Regions from separate parts of the Sus scrofa genome. Here region 1 is linked to region 2. A link is a contact called in public Hi-C data. All regions are on one chromosome and are shown on one strand. The core of a region is the stretch at or near the end of the contact, and the rest is flanking DNA. Distances in the headings are between cores, read along the strand shown.

Region 1 (4,586 bases), core at 247-2,746, 120 kb after region 2:
CCAGGACACAAAGAAATTGAGGCAGGGTTTAAAGCATCTAAACCCCCCAGATCTGAGCCCTTGCCTGCAGCTAGCACTTGGCCCTGGCTGAGTCAGCAGCTTGGTGTTAGAACAGTTCACACATCCTAGCTGCTTCACCAGACAGCACTGCTGACCTTTGACCCTTGACCCACAAACTCATGGAATGGGGGTGCACAGGCACAGTCCGAGGTGTCCTGCTGGGTGCCCAGTGTGGGGGCAAGAGGGTGGGATGAATAAGGCCTGGGTCCATGGCCCGCATGTGCAGAGAAGAGGCTGTCAAACACACCTGTACCAGGCCGGGAGTCCAGACCAGACCCTCCCTCCTGGATCCTGGAGATGTCCTTTCTGCAGCATCACTGAGGTACCTGTGCCTTGGGCAGGTCACCCAGCCACATCGGCAGAGGACCAGTCATGAATGGATGCATCTGGAGTGCCGGGGAGAAATGGAGCCTCCGAGCAGAGCAGCTGTTGGGCAGAGCTACTCTGCCAAGTGAACAAAAACCCCAAACAAACCCTAGAGTGCACCTGACCAGCTTTCAGATGGATGCTCTGCTACCCGTCAGCATCTCTGCAAATGCCAAACCCCACTCTTCCTGGGCCAGAAACACCCAGCAGAAACCACAGCCCACCAAGTGCAGTCCAGATGCTTCCTGGGCACCAGTTACTGTCATGAGATGGTTGGACCCAGTTTCTTTTTTTCTTTCTTTTCTTTTTTTTTTTTTTTTTTTTTTTTTTGCTCTTTAGGGCTGTGCCTGCGGCATATGGAGGTTCCCAGGCTAGGGGTCTAATCGGAGCTACAACTGCCGGCCTACACTACAGCCACAGCAATGCAGGATCTGAGCCATGTCTGTGACCTACACCGTAGCTCATGGCAACACCAGATCCTTAACCCACTGAGCGAGGCCAGGGATCAAACCCACAATCTCATGGGTACTAGTTGGATGTGTTTCCACTGTACCACAACGGGAACTCCCTGGGCCCAGTTTCTTCATCTGGGCCAGCAGGTGGGTCCTATCCCTCCTTGACCAGCTTTTGCCTCTTCTGTGAAATGGGAATAACGGAACTTAACCCTCGTCTCTTACAAGGACAGATTGGGGACCATGCTGAAGTCCTTGGGACCACAAGGTCACACGGAAGGCATCACGGGTCTGATCCATGAGGACTGGCACCCAGGGAAGGATGGGTGTCAGGGTGCTGGTGTAACCCTTCCTCTGCCCAGACCCGAGGTCACGTGGGAGCCTGTAACAGCACAGGTGACCCAGTGACTTCCCTTCCCCCAACGAGTCAGATCCAGGCAGTTCTATCTTACATGTGGCCTGGTGACCTTCCACGACCGAGGCAGGTCAGCAGAGGTACCAACCAGCGCAGTGCAGACAGGAGAGGCCCACGAAGGAGCCCGGGCACCGAGGCCGCCCTCTGTGTGGGTCTGAGGTCCATGCTGCTCCAGACGCCTTCCCCCACACATGTTTTTCCAATAAAACTTTCATAGGAAACTGGACCCTCTTTGAAATGAGAGGCTGCGTTTGAGCCGCTGTTGACAAGCTGTAATTCTGAGAAACCACGCCATTTCCGAGCCCAGAGCCTGCTCTGCTCCGTGACATGTCCTGGCGCCACAGCCCTTTGTCTCCAGGCAGGAGGGATCCACATGGGTTTGCTTCAAGTGGCTCTAAGGGGGTCAGAAGGTGGGAGCTGATGCTGATGCCCTGGGCCTCTCGGTCACTGTCATGGGGTCAACATCCTGCTGGGAGACCCTCATCTCCCCCACCAAGGACCCCTCTCTGCCCGGGAGCCAGTGCCCCCACAGCTGCCCTTGGGCGACCAGGGATGAGACTTGGCAGCTGGTTCTGGACACCCCAGTACTGGACAACCAGTCCCACTAGACACTGTAATCCTAGTGGATGCCCCAGTCCCACTGGACACTGCAGTCCTAGTGGACACTGCAGTTTTGGTGGAAACCCTGGCCCCTCAGCCTTGCGAGGGGACAGGCCACTCTGCTCACGGTCTCCATCACCTCCCCATTGCCCACATGGGGATCTGCTCATAGCCCCTGTATCGGTTCTGCCCTCCCCACCTCACTGCCCCTAAGAATGCACCAGCCCCCTCACATCCTTGTTTGCAGACCTGCTTCTCAGAAAGATGCTCAGGCTGCAGGGTCTTTCTCAGATAAGTCCCCTCATTGAGACAGAAACAAAGTTTTGGGAAAAGAGATAATCACCCAAGATTCTTCCGAAAACTGGCCCAGCTGCATGGCTTCTATGACTTCTTGCCAGCGTTTGGGAATACTCCCACCCACAGAACCACGGTCAGAGCCCCCCCAGGACCATGGGTCGAGTTCCTTTCTAAGTGTGGGAGATGCTTAATTCAACCTGAGTCATTTCTCTCACTTGCAACCACACGGGTGCTTTCGTCTGTGTGTCAACTTCATGGATCAGGAGCTATTCCTAAGCCTCTTACAGATTTCTAGACTTGCTGGTTATTTGGCAGGCTCTGCACTTGACCCTGACTTTCATGTTATGTTTTTGGTCCTTGGTGCCAAATAGAATCCTGGCTGGTCGACTGGCATCTAGTAAATGTTAAGGTGATGGAGGTGGAGTCTTATATTCAAATAAAGCAGCGAGAAACGTGGTTGGCCAGTGGGTTTATTACATAAAAACTGTGCCCTGTTGAACAGAACCACTGTTCATCACTGATTTTCACTACAAAATAGGAATTTCATGTGCAAGTTCACTGCACCCTGTGTAAGGCCTTTTCATAACCTTGATCGCTTGCTTGGTGGGGACAGGCTCTGGGGGAGAGGATTCTTCCCAACCCACTGGGTAGGGATGGATTCAGGCTTCAAACCCAGTGCCCCCCCAACCCCCGCCCGGGCCCCCCTGGTATCTGTGTCCAGGAAGAAATAAAGAGCAGCTTGTGCTGCAGTTCAGGCCAGCGTCCCTGCAGCCACACCCGTCCCCTCTGACTCAAGAGACATTTGAGCACTGAAGTTGGCTCCATTCGCCGGAGCTCAGAAAATTCATTTGTCCAAGTCCCTGGAGACACATTCAAAACCAAAGAGGAAGAGGGAGGCCCCTCCACGTGGAACCAGAGAGAACCTGTTTCTCGGAGTCATAAGATTCTGTTTCAAGATCTTGCCAGAAACTTGGTTTATGTAAACCCAGACTTCTGTGATCAAAGCCCGGTTTTCCTGTTAAACTTACTAAATATGTCACTTCACGATAACAGGCACATTTTAGCTCTAAACTGGAATTCATTTCAATAGGTCTTTTTAACATTTGGATTCCCCCAGCTGACCTATAAAGCTCATCTTTCCTTCCCTCCACCTGAATTTATGACCTTCAGTCTTCTGGTCACGTGTGACCAGACAAGTCCCCAGCTTAGAAGCCATCATGCTATTCCTGATATTTAAGTCCTTTGACAGAAGACTGCAGTGTCCTTAGCAAGCAGTTACCATGACAATATTGAAATAGGAAAAATAATTTTTTCTTGCAAACCCAGGATGTTGACAACTAAATTTCACGTGAGTCATCATTCCTAAAACTTTTCGTAAGATTTAAAGTCAACTCTCAGCCATCAGCCCCTTGACCTACATCCACTTTCCCAGTTTTCTTTGGTCTGTTGTCTCCTATTCTTTCTGGAAGAGCAGAGCTCCAGTGTTTTGAAATGCCTTGAATATTTGGTCACTGTGTACAAGGGTCAGAGGGCATTCCAGCTGGACTTGTCCCCATTTGTAGCAGAAATAAGATCTGTCCCCTGAAGCAGTGCCATCCCACCTATCCCCAAGTCAGGTGCCACCTGGCAGCAGGGGCTTCAGCCCAGCTGCTGTTTGCATGTCTGTCATTAATCAGCCTTTGAACTTGCAAAGTCCTTGGACATTCGCCTCTCTGTCTGGTGACATAACACTAATAGGAGAGATGACACAGAGGTGAGCATAGATAAAGATTAGTAAATAAGTAAATGCATACATGTGAACATAAATAAACGTGATGTGTTGCTGTCTCAATGGCACATCACAGGCACTCAATGAATGCACATCAGATCAGGGACTACAGCACAGAGTGAGAAAGGACTTGAACACCTGTTCAGTCCATCAGCCCTTTTGGATTTGCTGTCTGTCTTGTGACATGAGAGTTTTTTTGTAAATTCTAGATATGCGTGTGGAGAGGGTGCCTGGGCAGACAAGAATAATAAGAGGGCTTCGGCATCTGGAACCAGAACCACCGGATTTACCACCAAGGGACCCCAGAAAGGCAGCATGGAAGGTTGCCTGTCAATAAAGGGCTGGCTCGACGGGTCCTCCACGGGGAAACATTGAACCTTGACCCCTACCTGCACCGTACCCAGGAATCAGTACCATTGACTTCATAGACTGACACACGAAAGGTAAAATGGTAGCACATTTAGAAGAAAACTAGAGAAGATTTTTATGACCTTCAGGTGGGTGGTTTTCAAAAACAGTTTACAACAAGCAGCAACCTCAAAACAAAATGAAACAGATCACCTTTAAAACAACAATGTCCAGGGAGTTCCCGTCATGGCACAGTGGTTAACGAATCTGACTAGGAACC
Region 2 (4,863 bases), core at 645-3,144:
CTGTGTTGCCCTGGGAACTTCCACATGCCTCGGGCGTGGCCATAAACAAAACGAAATAAAACAAAACAACCGGCCTCAGAGGTCAAGAGGGTCACCAGCCATTGAGCCTGACAGTGCCCTCCTGGTAATGGGACAGCTTGGGGCAGCAGAGAGGGGTGGGTGAGGCTCAGAGCTTGGTTCCTCTTCCTACACCGCACTTCCATCCTCTTCCGCCCTGTCTGCTGTTTTTCTTTTTCATTTTTGGCTGCCTTGCGGCATATGGAGTTCCAGGACCAGGGATCAGATCTGAGCCACGGTTGTGACATATGCTGCATTTGTGGCAATGCCGGATCCTTTGACACACTGCCGGGCCAAGGATCGAACAGATGTCCTGGAGCTGCAGAGTTGCCATCGATCCCATTGCATCACAGAAGGAACTCCATCCCTGTCCGTTTTTATGCTTCAGACCTCTGCTCATGGCTGTTGGCTGCAAGCTCTCCCTTCTTCCCTGTCTCCAGTGGCCTCTCCACAGGCAGAGGGACCGCTAGGACGAGATGACCCAGGACACACCTGTGTGGGAGGTGGAGAGGAGAGAGCAGACGTGGGGGGCCATGAAGAGTGAGTCCCAGAAGACCCATCCTCTCCAGAAGGGGGACCCGGCATTTGTCCCTCTTCAGGGGTAGGGGCTGCTCCTGGGCATGTCCACCTGCTTGGGCACTGACCGGGAGTGACAGATACAGGGGTGGTCTTTCCACGTCCGCACGTGCCTCCCCAGGCCAAAGAGCTCTCCCCTGTCCCCCTGGTCCTTGGAAGCTGACAGCTCAACTGCTCTCAAATGAAGCCTCAGAGACCAGAAGTGGGCGCCTGGCTCAGCCCTGCCGGAGGGCTTGGAGCTGGAACACGACCACGGAGGCCATCCCGTGCCTCATGGTCAGCGCTACAGAAAGTCTGGAAATTTCACAGCAGACCACCGGGAAATTGTTCCATCACATCCCCAGCTAGACCTGGCTTAGTTTGCTTAGTAAGAAAAGCAATATTTTTGTTGAATTTCACATTTTCTACCAAGTAATGAATTAACCTTTTTGAAATCACAACGGGGATCACAGTAGGAAAATGAAGCCATATCCTGTCTAAATGGCTCCAGCCCAGAGGCCATCAGAGAGAGGGAAGGAGATGCCGGGATGAAGGGCTGCAAGGCAGGGGATAAAGGTATTCGGCACCTGCTAATTCCAGCATCCAGCCATCAAGGTGATGGGCCAGGCTGGTGGCATCTCGGTATGAGCAGAGTCATGGGTCCAGAGCTGATCCAGGTTAAGGATCTGCCTTCTGGGACCTGCACCTGCCCTCATCCTGTTGCCACTGGACCACGGCCAACCTCCAGTTCCAGGGACGCCTGTGAACACCTCTGCCTCTACCCACAGCCCCTCCTCAGTGATACAAACACGCCTCTGGTTGACGGGGCACACGGGCTGGTCGGGAGCAGAAAACAACTAATGTCTGGATGTCGCTCGCTCAAGTTTTCCTCAATTTCTGAAAAGTTGACAATCCACAAAGCATCTATTAAGCACCTAATACACCTAACCCCAGCACCCCCACTGTGACCCCAGTACCCCCACTGTGACCCCAACAAAGTCACTATAACCCCAACATTGCCACTGTGACCTCAACATCTCCCCTGTGGCCCCAATAAAGCCCCTGTGACCCCAACACCTCCACCGCTTCTCCCCACCATTACTGTGACCCCCACACCACCATGTGACCCCTCCATTTAATGCTATCCAGGCGGGTGGGCATGCCCCAGGTCAAAGGCGAGCCTCCCTTTCACTCCTTTTGTGTCCGTGAGCCCCCAGTGCATAGAAGCAGTGGAAGGGAAATCCCATTTAAGCAGGATGAAGCACCACCTGAACCAGCTGCAATGAAGCAGCGTGGGCAGCAGAGGGCAGCAAAGGATGCTGTTTCGGGGGTGGGTCTGGCCCTGGCCCAGGGTCTCCACCCCAGGCTTCCCTCTGACCCCATAGGAAGCAGGCACAGCTCCTCCAGGCCAGCCCTGCTAAGGTGTCCATGGGGCATCGAGTTGGATGAAAAAGCTCACTGATGGAGAACAGCCTTAGCTTCTGCCTGATGAAGAAGCTCCTGTGGGAACAGCCTCAGCTCCCGTGAAGGGGGACGGAGTCACAGGTGTTCCCTGTCCTATCGGCCTGTCCAGGGAGTGGGGCAGCTGCCTGCTGACCCAAGACGGGGTCATCACGGTGAACAGGCTTCCCTGACCCTCCCATAACTGGTGACAGTGCCTGGGTCCCCCACAGAGGCTTGTTTTATAAAGATGAGGACATGCAGGACCCCATGCGCCTTGGGCATCCTCTGAATCTCGGGATGGGGGTGTGATCAGGCTGACCCTGCCCCCACCCCACCCCCGCACCCTCAAGGTGCTGACATTGGACGTCCCCCATGGGGTGGAGGAAGGATGCAGGCGGGGTGCAAGCCCTGGGAAAGGCGCGGGTACACGGCAGCCTGGGGAGCCGTGAGTCACGTTCTAAACAACCTTCATTGTTTTTTCCCAGCTTCATGAGTTAAAAGCGATAAAACTGCATGTATTTAAAGTGTACAATGGGATGGTTTGACACACACATACCTTGTGAAAAGATTGTGATCACAGTCGAGTTAATAAACACATCCATCACCGCACAGCTACTTTTCTTGGGACGGGGGAGTGGGAACACTTAAGATGCTCTCTTAGCAAATTTCTACTCTCTTAGCAACTCTCAAGTACGCAACAGAACTATTAATACAACTCCCTTTTTTTTTTTTTTTTTTTTTTTTTTTTGTCTTTTGTCTTTTTAGGGCCGCACCCATGGCATATGGAGGTTCCCAGGCTAAGGGACTAATCAGAGCTGTTGCTGCCGGCCACAGCCACAGCCACAGCAACGCCAGATCATACCCACAACCTCATGGTTCCTAGTCGGATTCGTTTCCACTGAGCCAAGACGGGAACGCCTCTTAATACAACTTTGACCCTGCACAAAATTGCTTCAGATCTCTGTCATTTTAAAACTTAACATCCGTGTCCTTTGACCACTATCTCTCCAATTCTCCCACCCTGGTCCCTGGTAGCCAGCATCCTACTGTCTATTTCTGTGAGCTTCCTTTAAAAAATAGATCCAATGAACGCCTGAGATCATACAGTGTTTGTCTTTCTTTGCCTTATTATTTGCCTGAGCCTGATTCCTCCAGGTTCATCCTTGGCGTCACAAAAAGCAGGGTCTCTCTTTTTTTTTTTTTTTTTTTTTAAACGAATGAATAATACTCTCCTGTAAGTGAGTGTGTGTGTGACGCGTGCATCTCATATCTTCTATATCCATTCATCTGTCCACAGCATGTCATTTCTGCTCCTTGGGGAGTAGTAGTGGGGTTTCTTCTGCCCCAATCGTGTCTGCAGCTGCCTGGACCCAGGACACACTTCAGCTCCCCAAGTCCCCTCATTCACAGAACTCCAGGGGGGAGCTGGCGTGAGGACTACTTTTTTTTTTTTAATTTCTATTCCCTGGGGCCCTGAAAGCCTTCAAAACTTTCCTTGGCCAAGGCCTATTCAACAGACATCAGAGCTGGGGGGAGGTCAGGTCCAGGGAGAAGGGGCCGGTGGAGCCCTAAGGAGTGGGGATTCTGGCCCAGCCGCCCCAGTGGCCTCCATGGGAGGGCCTCCCTCTCAGTAGCAACAGTCCAGCCTTTCTTTGCAAAATAATTCTGAATTTATCTCCAGGCTGATCTACCTCCCGCCATGCAAGCAAATTCACTGGAGATACATCGTTCGGCCTCATTTCCCGTCTTCCACTCACTTACGCTACCATCTTTTCAAGTGGCTCTTGGACAGACGTTCCCGAAACATTTCCCTGGGGGCCTCACGTCATCACCCGCCCACAGTGCAGCTGGAGGGCGTCTCAACTCCTCCAAGAAGCCTGGCCTGTCTGGTGCTTGCTCCGTCTAAGCAGCGGGTATCAATGCTGGCTCAAGAGTGCACCAGAAATATAGAGCAATGGAGATGCTTGGAGAAAGAGCCCATGAAAAGTGGCACATCTTAAGGTGGCTCAAGCTCAAAATAAATGAAATAGTTTAGGCTGGCATAATCCCACCAGCATCTTCAAGAAGAGAGCAATTTCCAGCCAAGCAAACCTGAACCCTAGTTTGGTTTCCTGCTGCCACAGAAACCAGGCAAGGGGAGGAGGGGAGGGGTGTTCCTTTGCCCACATTGTCCCCAGAGCAAGTCCCCTCATCTGCTGCTGCCTGAGTGTCCTCCTTGTGGTCCCTTCCCTTATCCTAGGCCAGTGCTGTTTAACAGAACTTTCTGCCATGGTGGAAATATTCCAGTCTGCGTTGTGCCGGATGGTGGCTGTTGAACACTTGAAATGTCACCACTGCAACTAAGGACATGTTTTTATTATTTTTTAAAACGTTATTTAATAGTAATTAAAGTTTAAAAATTAGGAGTTCCCATGGTGGCTCAGTGGTTAATGAACGCGACAAGCATCCATGAGGACACGGGTTTGATCCCTGGTCTTGCTCAGCAGGTTAAGGATCTGGCGTTGCTGTGAGCTGTGGTGTAGGTGGCAGACATGGCTCAGATCCCGCATTGCTGTGGCTCTGGAGTAGGCTGGTGGCTACAGCTCCAATTCAACCCCTAGCCTGGGAACCTCCATATGCCACTGGTGTAGCCCTAAAAAAAAAAAAAAAAAAAAAAAAAAAAAAGTTAAAAAAAATTAAAATGAACTAGCCAGGCATAGCTAAGGAATGGGGTAGGTGGTTAAAGATCTGTCTCACCAACCTTCTCTCCAATATCACATCTGCTTCAGTTCCTGATAATTTCAAGTCCATCCTTTCACAACCTACCCT

Evidence for each region. A called contact is a pair of places that touch in the nucleus more often than the background predicts.
Region 1: a contact with region 2 is called in a Hi-C map of retroperitoneal adipose tissue, with 2.1 times the contacts expected there. The contact joins two enhancer-like sites. A contact is called at or near these places in 8 of 47 Hi-C or Micro-C datasets (alveolar macrophages, embryonic fibroblasts, epiblast stem cells and 4 more) and 1 of 2 datasets of contacts at active chromatin or transcription factors (skeletal muscle).

The regions. Positions count from the first base shown.
Region 1 is chr17:30,188,620-30,193,205 of Sscrofa11.1, forward strand. No RefSeq gene overlaps it. Among named protein-coding and RNA genes, the nearest start is that of THBD, 33 kb to the right of the region's middle. Within about 2 kb of position 1,497, at least 14 of the 83 cell types and tissues checked have an H3K27ac peak or open chromatin away from gene starts, as enhancers often do. A contact at or near this core is called in retroperitoneal adipose tissue, where this site is marked.
Region 2 is chr17:30,068,522-30,073,384 of Sscrofa11.1, forward strand. No RefSeq gene overlaps it. Among named protein-coding and RNA genes, the nearest start is that of FOXA2, 69 kb to the left of the region's middle. Within about 2 kb of position 1,895, at least 5 of the 83 cell types and tissues checked have an H3K27ac peak or open chromatin away from gene starts, as enhancers often do. A contact at or near this core is called in retroperitoneal adipose tissue, where this site is marked.